Regions from separate parts of the Mus musculus genome. Here region 1 is linked to region 2. A link is a contact called in public Hi-C data. All regions are on one chromosome and are shown on one strand. The core of a region is the stretch at or near the end of the contact, and the rest is flanking DNA. Distances in the headings are between cores, read along the strand shown.

Region 1 (5,299 bases), core at 2,131-4,630, 210 kb before region 2:
TGTGTGTGTGTGTGTGTGTGTATGTGTATATGTATATATATGTAAACATACACTAGATATACACACAGCTTCAAATACTGCATGTGTATCTTTCCTAATTTTTACTATTGCAAACATTAAATTGAACCTACTTTTCTACTTGTGGCTTCCCTTTCTTCTTATTTCCTGAAGATAAGCTCCGTTTTTCAGCAGAGTGCTATTGGAGATAAAAACAGACAGACCTCAGCTACAGCACACATTGCTACAGGTACCCTTAGCAAACACTAAAACAGCATCTTTTCCATTAAAGACTAACACATTTTCATTTCCAGCCCACTTCTGAAGTTCCCTACAGAAGCACTAAAGTGTACATATTCTATAACAAGCAGTTAACATTAATCATGAGAAAACTGTTCTTTTACATTGGATCTCAATTTTCTGTTTTTATGACTCTAGTAAGGTCTCTTCATTTGCACTTATACTTCCCAGAGTCAACCAGTCCAAAACACAGTAAGGATAATTCCACAAGTAAACATGTCCTATGTCATAAACTTCTGGGCAGCATGGCAAAACCTGACTTTGTCCCACCTTCCTGGCAGACATCAGGCCATATTCACTCCTTGCCTGAGAGCAGCCGAGCACATGAACACAACCATATACATTGGGATACTATACTGTTACTGCTGTCTTATTACATCAGTTACTGTGGTTAACTTCATACTGGGCCCAACTCACAAAGTGTATCATAGCTCTGCATGTACGTATCGGAAAAACGTAGACAGGAGCTGACATCACTTAGGTTTTCAGGTACTCTGCTAAGTTCCGGGAATGTTATCTCTGTGGGCAATGGAGACTACTGTCTAAAACAGACTGTGGCTGAGTGACTGCATGTGCTACAGGCCTTCGCTGAAGGTCGGGTGAATAAAACTGACCTGTTTGTCAAACTTAAGGGAGGGTCTAGACATTGGAATAGCGGGAAAGAAAGTCAGGTGGCTTTAGAAAGGAGACCTTGACAACTTACAACGTCTCAAAACAACCACGAATCCATAAAGACACACTTGGATCTGTGTCCTGGTCAGATCTATCTTCTAGACAGAACACACTTGCGGCATGAGTCTTCTGCCCCAGTATGGTAGCACATTATACCATATGCACCACAGCCTTCTCCTCTCAGCACAGTAGTTCACTTATTACAGGCTAGAATGCAGAGACACCTGACTAAACACTACAAGAAAACGTCAGTTTTAAAAACCCTATCATATCAAGATAGTGAGACCCTCCCTCCCACCCCCCAAAAAGAAGGAACAACTTAATGAACCCTACAACTAGAATAAAGAGTGTAGGTGTCTTACTGCAGTATTCCTACAAACAACCAAAGATACACCTTTTCAGACCTCAGAAGATTTCAGTCCTGTTTAAGAATAAAGCTTCCTGCTGGAACGCTTCCTCACTTCTTACCAGAAATCACCCGACACAGCACTTATAGCATTCATTTCTTAGGAAGTACACAGAGCAGAATGCTTTTACCACATGACACCAAAATCAACCTGCCACATACTTGGTCAGCTGAGGACACACAGTGTTCTGAGTGTTGGATGGCCGCACAGCCTTGGTTCCTCCAATCCACAATTCCATTTTGTTCTGCATACTGCATGGTAAGGCCATCCAATGGAGAACAGCTTGTAGCAACACTGCTCATAAAAGAGAAACATATGACAGTGTCAAGTCTGTCCCCGTAACTTAACCTATTTTACCATCTCAAGAAGGCTCTTAGTCTCTGGGGTTTTTTTGTTTGTTCGTTTTGTTTTTCTTTTGAGTATCTAGAGTTAGGTGTATGGGAAAAAGTATACGCTAAGAAATAAGTAAATGGACAGTATCATTAATGCCTGTCCTTAGAGAGTGGCAGCACGTGTACATTTGCCATTAGTGTCCTGTGACTGGGTGTCCCTGCTTCACCTGCAGTCCAATCAACAGAGGGGCTGCAGAGCCTGGATCAGCAGGGGCTGCCGAGCGAGGAACTGTACAATTAGGTTTATGAAGGATCAACCTAATGTGACTGGAAACCCCCCACGGCCTAAATAATGCAGAGGATGAAGTTATTGGGTTTACACTTTGGGAAGACAGAGAGTTCTGCCAAGTCACTGAAAGAACCAAATGTAAAGTCTTCAACTATGAAGCCAGTGTAAGAATTCAACAGATGGGAAACTGAGGGAAAGAGCTGATAACAAGCTTGGTCTGAAGAAGCTACACTGAAGGACAAAAGGATGGAACATAAAAACCTAAGAGACAAGTGGGATGGATGTGTGAGCAGCCCACACACAAGGACCTCGGGGACTCTTACAAGACGGCTTCAGAGAACAGAAACTGACTATCTGAAGACATAAGCTGAGAACTTTCTAAAGTCAAAATATAGAAAGTTACAGAGTTTAGAAGCACAAGTAATGCAAACAGCTACAAAGTCCATCACGGACAACAGAGAAAAGCTCAAAGGCTCTAGGAGGAAAGGCTACCGAAAGAACAGCTCTAAGAGTGGATCAGAGAAGGGAGGGCTTCAGTCCCAGGAGAGAGGAGGAACCAGGGCTGCCACAAGCAAAGGAGTCCCAAGCTCATCTACAAAGAAAGAAAGAAAGCAGCTGCCCATAGGAGGGTCCTGACTAAAAGAGCAGAACGCTTGTGGCATTTAGATGAGGGGCAGTACTAGTAAGCTAGAAATCACATCAACAATTTGATCTGCCAGAGACATCAGGTGTCAGAGATAGGCCAACGGGGTGGCACACAGCAGATGAAAACTACACAGCCAGAAGACTGTCAGTTACAGCTTCAAAGAGGCAGCAGAAAAGAAATGCCAACCAAGACTCACTCAGCTAAGCACAGCTCAGTGGTAGATGGCTTTGATTTGTGAGCACAATAATACACAGTACAATACACAGTAATACAAAGTGTATACACACACACACACACACACACACACACACACACACACACACAAACACACACACACCCTAACTGCATTCATTTAAAAGGGAAACCATCATAGGTGGATGCTGAGGGACAAGACAGCAGAAAGAGATCTAAATGAATGCTGGAAAACAGTGCCACAATTTAAAACTATGAAGACAATGAAAATGCAGGATGACTGTAACCCAGGCAAAAGCAATACAGTGACCTGAGTCCCTTAGAGTACTCAAGGAATCGTGCAAGCACAAACTGTCTATGAATTTATGTTACCCGTTAAGAGGTGAAAGACACACTGCAATTTTGGGGGCAGCTACAAGAATAAAATTCAGTATGTAACTCTGAAGGCTGCCACAAAAGAACTTCCCCAAAGGGCAGGAAGGAAGGGGACAAAAGGGAAACAGCACGCACGGCAACTGAAAAGAAAGCAAAACAAAAAACCCACCCGAGAGGAAAATGGCAGACTCCCAGACAGCACACAGGTGAGAAGTTGACTAAACACTGACTGAGTGTAAGGTGTACAAAGGCATTTACACTTTAGAAGTTAGATACCTACTTCAGAGCGGGACTTTTCCCAGCATGTTTCTTGTGGATGATGGTGTGCTGTAACACATCTAGGGTGGGAGAAAGAAGAGTGAATTAATTCAGGACACTATGTGCTACAGCAAAGCACTGAAAGGATGCTCGTGCTGACTGACGCAGCTGGAGGGCTCCTGCCCAGCTCTGACCTAGCTCCCAGCACACAGGGCACTTCCACTTGTTTCTGTGAGACAAGGTCTACTATATGGTCCAGGCTGACCTCAAATCCAACTCCTGGCTTCATCCTCCGGGGTGCCAGGATTACTGTGTGCATTACCATACCAAGCTTACAGAAGATACCATAACAAATCTTCAATTGCCTAATACACTATTGAATTACCTCAAATGTGCACACCAATCTTACTCAAAATTATGCAATTTTAACGTGAGCGTGTTACTTCAAACTGAATTTACTTCAGGTAAAACTATTTCTATTAAAATTTTCAATATTTTTAAAAGTCCACAAGATCACTCTCAAGTTACTCTAAAAAAGAAATGATGTATGAGATCTGACTACAGGTCACCCTTTACTCCCCTGCTCCCCTCCACAGAAGTTAACTATTACCTAACTTGCTGAAACACTATAGCGAAAGCTCCATTTTAACCACCTGTGCATGTGAGTACATTCATAAACTCACAGAGGGCTATGGCGGGCTTTATTCTAACTGCTGCCCAGCAGATATACTTAGTATGTCTACTGAGACTACTTAGTTGAAACATTCAGGTGACTCCCTGGTATTTGTCACTACAAACCCTGGTGCAGCCAGCACATGGTCTAATTTCATAGATGCTGAATCAGCAGGTAGTAGCCATGATCTCCAGCTTCACTGCATCATGCCATGTGGTCTGTGCAAACACACGCGCCAATTAACATCTCATCCATAACGTCTGAGCTCCTACTGTCATATCCTGGACATCAGATGTGAAAACGGCTTACTGGTCTGATGAATGTGCGTGCAGTGGTGTCTTGGCCCTGTCCTTCACTTTCTCAATTACCTGGGAGGCTGTGTGCCTATTGGCTTGAGGGTTTCATCATATATTTCCTATGCTCCATTTTACTCACATGTTGGAATAAATTCTCCACTGATTCACATCATCCCATGATGATATCACTGACTGATCTACTGCAGAAAAATCCTCCTACTTCGAGCAATTTGTCATCTTCTTGTCAACACCCTGCTAGTATATCATCTGTAGACTGTCTTCTAAGTATCCAGGCTCTTCGGTCATATACTAAGTTCTTGCTTAGATTAATCAAATGTATGGTCATGATCCATCTTATTGAACAAAACCTTCTCTCCTCAGGTTTACAAATAAAACTTTAAACTTTACATTTTACAAATGGTTGCTAATCCCTTGAAAGTTTTGCACATGATATATAGTGGGAGTTGATTAATATACACTTCATATAAAAAGCCAATTGTGCCAACACCATGGAGTGAGCAACCTCTTCTCTGCCCACTCTTCTGTATGGTAGTGCCATCTCTGACATCCCAATACCCGTGTGTACCTGGGCTCTCTTTCCTTTGTTCTGACCTGTGCCAGTGTGTGCAGACTTAGTCTAGTGACTCTACAATTACCTTCTTCTTGACTTGAAGCTTCTGAGCTGTCTTCTTTTAAGTGTTCTAATATCTTAGAAGTCTTCAGAGAGGACTGTAAGTTATCTGCAGGAAATAATTCAATACTACTAACTCTGGGAAAATTATAATAGTGAGATAAAGAAAATCAGAATAATGATTATCCCTGTGCCCCAAGGAGAGGGAAGAGTTAATAGTGAAAGACCCTT
Region 2 (5,289 bases), core at 2,789-5,288:
GGTGGGGAGTGGTTTTTGAAACATTTACAGTCCCAAGCATGTTGGATATGGGCTGTAAGATACTATTCACTACAAAAGTTATTATTTCAAAACCCAGAACAATTCAGAAATGCCTGAATCAACAGTAAAGTACTTAAATAAATGGTGGCACATTGCCACAGTGACATGATCAGCTTCACTTCACCAGCGTAAGGAGTGCAGCTTACCAACAGCACCTTTCCCCCTAAAAACAAACAAACAAAACAAGACCAAGCTTGTAAGTCTGTTCTTCTTGTACAAGGATTGGTGTCAAGTTTTTCTACCAAGGGCCTACATAGCTCCCTATGGCCTCTGCTGTAATTGCTCATAGCACAGAAGTAATTACAGACAATACGTGAAGGAGGTGGACTGAGCTGCATCCCAAGCGAACACGGACTCAAGTGATGAGAAAGTGTGCACCTTGCCTTCATCCACAGACCTCAGAGCAGACGCTGGTCCTGACCGGAGAGCTTCATTCACTCGTGTTCCTCCTAAGCTAACTTAGCACCTAAGCGATGCCTCAGGCTTTCTGGGTCTCCTGTCTTTACTGTATCTGGCACACGAGGCCTTGCACAAGCAAACAATACTGACTGCAACGGGAAACCAACATCAGGCCATTGGCTGGTACCAAACCCACAAATGACTTTGGAAATTAGTAGCATTTCTAGGACTTATTTTTCACAAATACAAACCTAAAATAAGATTATTAAAATTCTTGGTACATGTCTGAGAGGAGGTATATGTCTGATTTTTGTAATTTGGCTCAGTAAATAAGATACATTGCCACGCTGATATGGCAGTGTGAAAGGCTTTCAACAATTGTAACAATGACAGGACCATCTACCAACTAATATTAATCGAGATAACATTTTTAAAGATGAACACAGGGGCTAGAGTTTGGGTCCCAGCACCCACATCAGTCTGCACACAACAGCCTGTAATGTCCAGTGGTTTCTTCAGACACTGGCATTCACACGGCACGCACACAGTTTTACAACCAGGCTTCTCACACTAACAGGAGAAGTCACACTTCTATTTGCTCCAAACCCTGCTGTGGACCCAAGTCCTGGCTGTACTAAACTGAGCCAGGAGTTGAAATACTGGAGACCATAAAAGTCCACTCACAGCAGCCTGGTCCTGTTTCTCTTTCCCTACTGGCCCAGAGCAGAGGTGTGGTCAAAGAATGGTATTGGGACCAGGTCAGCTGTTTTGAATTCAAATATACTGCAAGGTGGGGCATGAGCAATTGATTCTTCTGGGAGTAGAGAGTCTCTTGTAGCCCAGGTTGACCTCAAACTCACTGTGTAGTTAGGGATGGCCCTGAACCTCTGTCCTCCTGCCTTAATGCCGGAGTGCTAGGATGACAGGTATGTGCCACCAGGTTTTTATTCGGAACTTGGGATCGATCAATCCAGGGCTTTGTGCACAGACTTGGTGAGCATTTTACCAACTGAGCTTACATTCCCCAGCCTCAGGAGTGAAATTTTATTCACCTACTGTCAAAAGGCTTCAAAACTGAGAACTGTTAGGTCTCAAACCTTGGCCAAAGGCTCACTGAGGTGCCTATTAACATATGAAAGCTGATGCTGGTGGCCAGCAGGTTCTCCCAGCATCCCTCAGTCCCTGTTACAGGGTCCGCCTGGCTGGCATACCCACCCCCCCACCCCAACTCCTCCAGCCCAGGGGCTGAGCTGATCTTCCCAGGACTGCTCTTCCCCATACAATGCAGCCATTTTGGTTACACTGCTCCTTTTTACCCTTTAAATCCTGACCTCTTCCCGGTCTCCTGGCTCTCATCTGTTCTCCCCCACCCCCACTCTCACCACATGGCCCAGTTCCCCCCACCTCCCATCATGTTCACTCTGGATTGTCCCAGATGTGTCTGCCTCTGGCTATGCTCTCCTATTTATCTCCAATAGACCTTCTCCTCTGTCATACCTAGGAGCCGCCATGCCCTTTTCATTCCTTTTTTTCCCCCCGCAAGAACATCTTCCAGAAATCATAATGTTCACACCTAGTTCACAAAGGTGGGAAGTCCGTGGCCAGGCCAAGGGCTTTGTCTATTCTAAAAGCAGAATTTGGAGGGAGAGCGTCAATATGGTAGGGAGGTCCGTCTTTTCGAATTAAAAGCTCAAGTTGACTTTCCGAGAGAGCATGTGCAGATGAGTCAGGGCTGATGCAGAGGCCTGCCGTGTGAGCTGGATACTTTCTTCCATGTGCACTCAAATGATTAATATTTTAATTTTCCCAGCCCTTGTCCAAGCACTCTGGCTTTAAAATCGTGTCTTTAAGTGAAAGACTGGCAGGCATAAGCAGCCATTTGTTATGCTCTGAAAACCTGCTTTGTAGCACTTCTTAGAAGCTGGGACAGCGACTGACTCTCAGAAGCACTGTCGTTAAGTTGAAAGGATTTCTGCCTCTGTGCTTTCCACAGAGCTGAAGGACACAATGGGGTTCTCAGATGGCAGAGCATTAAAAATAGACTGGACTTCACGTCACTAGTGAGCAAGGATGTAGCACTCGGAAGGTGCTAGGGGAACTGTAAGTGAGTCTCAGCAGCTTCATAAACAACCCAGAAGCTGGAAGTGCGAATGGACTCTGTGCTAATGCATGGCAGTGGTGAGACACAGCCCCAGTTCAAACACCGGGTTAGCCTACTCTCAAAGTTCAAAAGGTGTGAACTTTTACAACTTTATAAAGAGTTTAAAAAGCATATCATGAGAATGGTAGCAGCTTTATCTAGGAGGGAAAAATAAAACACTAATTTTTACCCTGTGAACCCAAGTCAATTCAATTAAAAAAACAAAAACAAAAAAACCAAGCCAACCATTTCAAATTAGTGCTTACACTTTATGTGAAGGGATACAAAGAGCTGGGATTAGCTTTTACTGTGGGTTTTTGATTCTCACTCTTGGGAAACACTTTAGAGCAGAAATTATCTCCCAGCCCTCCTTGCCTGTTTTCAAAGTGTCATTGTGGCGATAGTTCCCCTACAGCTAAGTCTTTAGGAGCTCTTTAAATGTGAAATTTTATAAATTTGAAAATAATATTTGTAGATGTCAATTTACATTGTGTCCAGAGGTGTGCACCCTCTTCTAAGAGGCTGTGTGCTTTGTCATACCTTGGCAGATTCCTGCACTATACAATTTAACACTAAGTCAGTACCCTCAGGTTTCACATATTGAGGCCCATAGCCACAAAAGGGACAGAGGGGTGAGGGAATTTGGGACGACTGCCCAAGGGCTGTTCCAAACTAGACTAAACTGATGGTTCAGCTGTGGTTCCTCCGAGCCAGCTGCTTGACACAGTTATGACAAATCCCAGGAAGCCCCCTGGACAGAGGTTAAAAGCAGGGCTCACTACGAGAGCTCACATCTGCAACTGTGCAGCCATACAGGGATGTCGGGTGCCACACACACACAAGTAACCGAGCAGCCGTACAGGGATGCTGAGCTCCGAAGCCAGGTGCACACTCCGTGTTCCTGCGGCAGCACTCGCAGTCTGAGTTCCAGTGGTAGCCAGCCGTGCAAGCACAGCGACGCGGGGCCGTGTGGTTGCCAGGATCCACCGCCACCAGGGCCTTGCCTGCAGGAAACAAGAGATGATCAGCGTCCAGCAAGGGATAGGAGACACAGATGCAATATTCACCTGGTGCACGGTCCCCCTCCCAGTTCCAAACAGCCCACTAGCCAGCTGCATCTGGCCGCGAACAGGATGACTCACCGGGGTGAGGAACTCCAGGGTTCCTTCCCATACTTCCTTATTGGTAGGAAACGGTCCAACAGACCCTTTTCTTCCTAATAATTGGGAGTTGTGTAGACTGTCTAAACAGTTTCGTGTTAGGTTTAATTATTGGGGGGAAATGCACAGCAGTGCATAGCTTCTTGGTTTTCTTTTCTTTTCTTTCTTTTCTTTTCTTTTTCTTTTTCTTTTTTTTTCTAAATTCAGAAGTCACACCAACTGTTAAGCCAAGTTTAGCTAGACAGAAGGGCTTTTTTTGGAGACGTGAACTCATCCCAGGGTCCTGAAGGCTCTGGGGTCCTCAGGCAAGTGGACAAAGCAGAAGCAGGCAGCAGGTCACACGTGAGCAGTCGTCTGTCCCGTGGGCCAGGGTTACACACTGTGTCCTCCCAATAGATGCAAAGTGCTTGCCTTCAATCTTCCAGCTTCTCGTAGGTTTCCAGAATACGGGAATATGGGAATTTAACTAGATTGTAAGCCAAGTGTCCAACACTCGCAAATCATTCTTGTTACTCAGATTCACACGAATTTCCTTCCAGTGTAGTACTGGGGACTGAAACTACAACCTCATGCATTCCACCACTTGGCTAGGTCCCCCACCTAAATGAGGGTCCTTGCTTCTGTCTATCCAATGTCACTTTTCTCAGTTTTGCTTTTATTGGACGATGTCCTATTTTAAATGTCCCCATGTGCAGTGGCGTCTTGTGTCTACATACAAGAAGGCAGTGATATGCTCTGCCCAGAAAACATGTGTGGTATAAAGTTTTGTGTAAGTTTGAGTTGTGTACCTACTCAACAAACATCTAGTAAACAGTAACACACATAGGACAAGGCATTTGTGCCAGTGGGTGATGTCCCTCTGGCCAGGGGCTTGTTGAAATCCAGGCCTGAATTCTCTTAGTGTCTGTTAGTGTCTTAGTCAGTGGTTCAGGACTCACTAATTTAATGGTTGTGCTGATTTCACAGAAATACAGCTACTGTGAATAAGGAAACTCGATTTACAGGCATGCACACACATGAAGTCATAAAATTATTTAAAATCACCCAGGTGGCTGTAGAAATGGCTTACTGGTTATGAGCCCATTCTGCTCCCAGAATCTATATTCCATTCTCAGTAGCTGTTGAGGTTTGGTCTTTTGCTTGTATTGTAATGCTAAATACTGACCCCCAAGACTTGGTTGGCCCCAAGGATAAGAGAATTTGCCACAAAGACTCAAGTGACTATGTGGCCTTGCCCCCCAAGTTATCCCTGATTGGTGAATTAAGATTCCTACAGCCTATAGTTGGGCAGAATTGAGATAAGTGAGGGCTTGGGGTTCCTGAGCTTGGGGTCTGATAAGAACCACAAAGGAGAGGAGAGGAGGGGAGGGGAGGGGAGGGGAGGGGAGGGGAGGGGAGGGGAGGGGAGGGGAGGGGAGGGGAGGGGAGAGGAGAGGAGAGGAGAGGAGAGGAGAGGAGAGGAGAGGAGAGGAGAGGAGAGGAGAGGAGAGGAGAGGAGAGGAGAGGAGAGGAGAGGAGGAAGATGCCATA

What was found. A called contact is a pair of places that touch in the nucleus more often than the background predicts.
Region 1: a Hi-C map of bone marrow-derived macrophages shows a contact between it and region 2, with 21 read pairs. The contact joins two enhancer-like sites. A contact is called at or near these places in 1 of 484 Hi-C or Micro-C datasets (bone marrow-derived macrophages), 1 of 115 datasets of contacts at active chromatin or transcription factors (bone marrow-derived macrophages) and 3 of 9 other capture datasets (adipose tissue, liver and pancreatic islet).

The regions. Positions count from the first base shown.
Region 1 is chr1:106,018,097-106,023,395 of GRCm38.p6, reverse strand. It overlaps Zcchc2 (zinc finger, CCHC domain containing 2), which reads right to left. Exons shown (of 14, transcript NM_001122676.1): 7 at 5,094-5,177; 8 at 3,491-3,548; 9 at 1,538-1,670; 10 at 132-196. Among named protein-coding and RNA genes, the nearest start is that of Zcchc2, 30 kb to the right of the region's middle. Within about 2 kb of position 3,380, at least 41 of the 459 cell types and tissues checked have an H3K27ac peak or open chromatin away from gene starts, as enhancers often do. A contact at or near this core is called in bone marrow-derived macrophages, where this site is marked.
Region 2 is chr1:105,811,965-105,817,253 of GRCm38.p6, reverse strand. It overlaps Tnfrsf11a (tumor necrosis factor receptor superfamily, member 11a, NFKB activator), which reads right to left. Exons shown (of 10, transcript NM_009399.3): 4 at 3,460-3,603. Among named protein-coding and RNA genes, the nearest start is that of Tnfrsf11a, 34 kb to the right of the region's middle. Within about 2 kb of position 4,038, at least 27 of the 459 cell types and tissues checked have an H3K27ac peak or open chromatin away from gene starts, as enhancers often do. A contact at or near this core is called in bone marrow-derived macrophages, where this site is marked.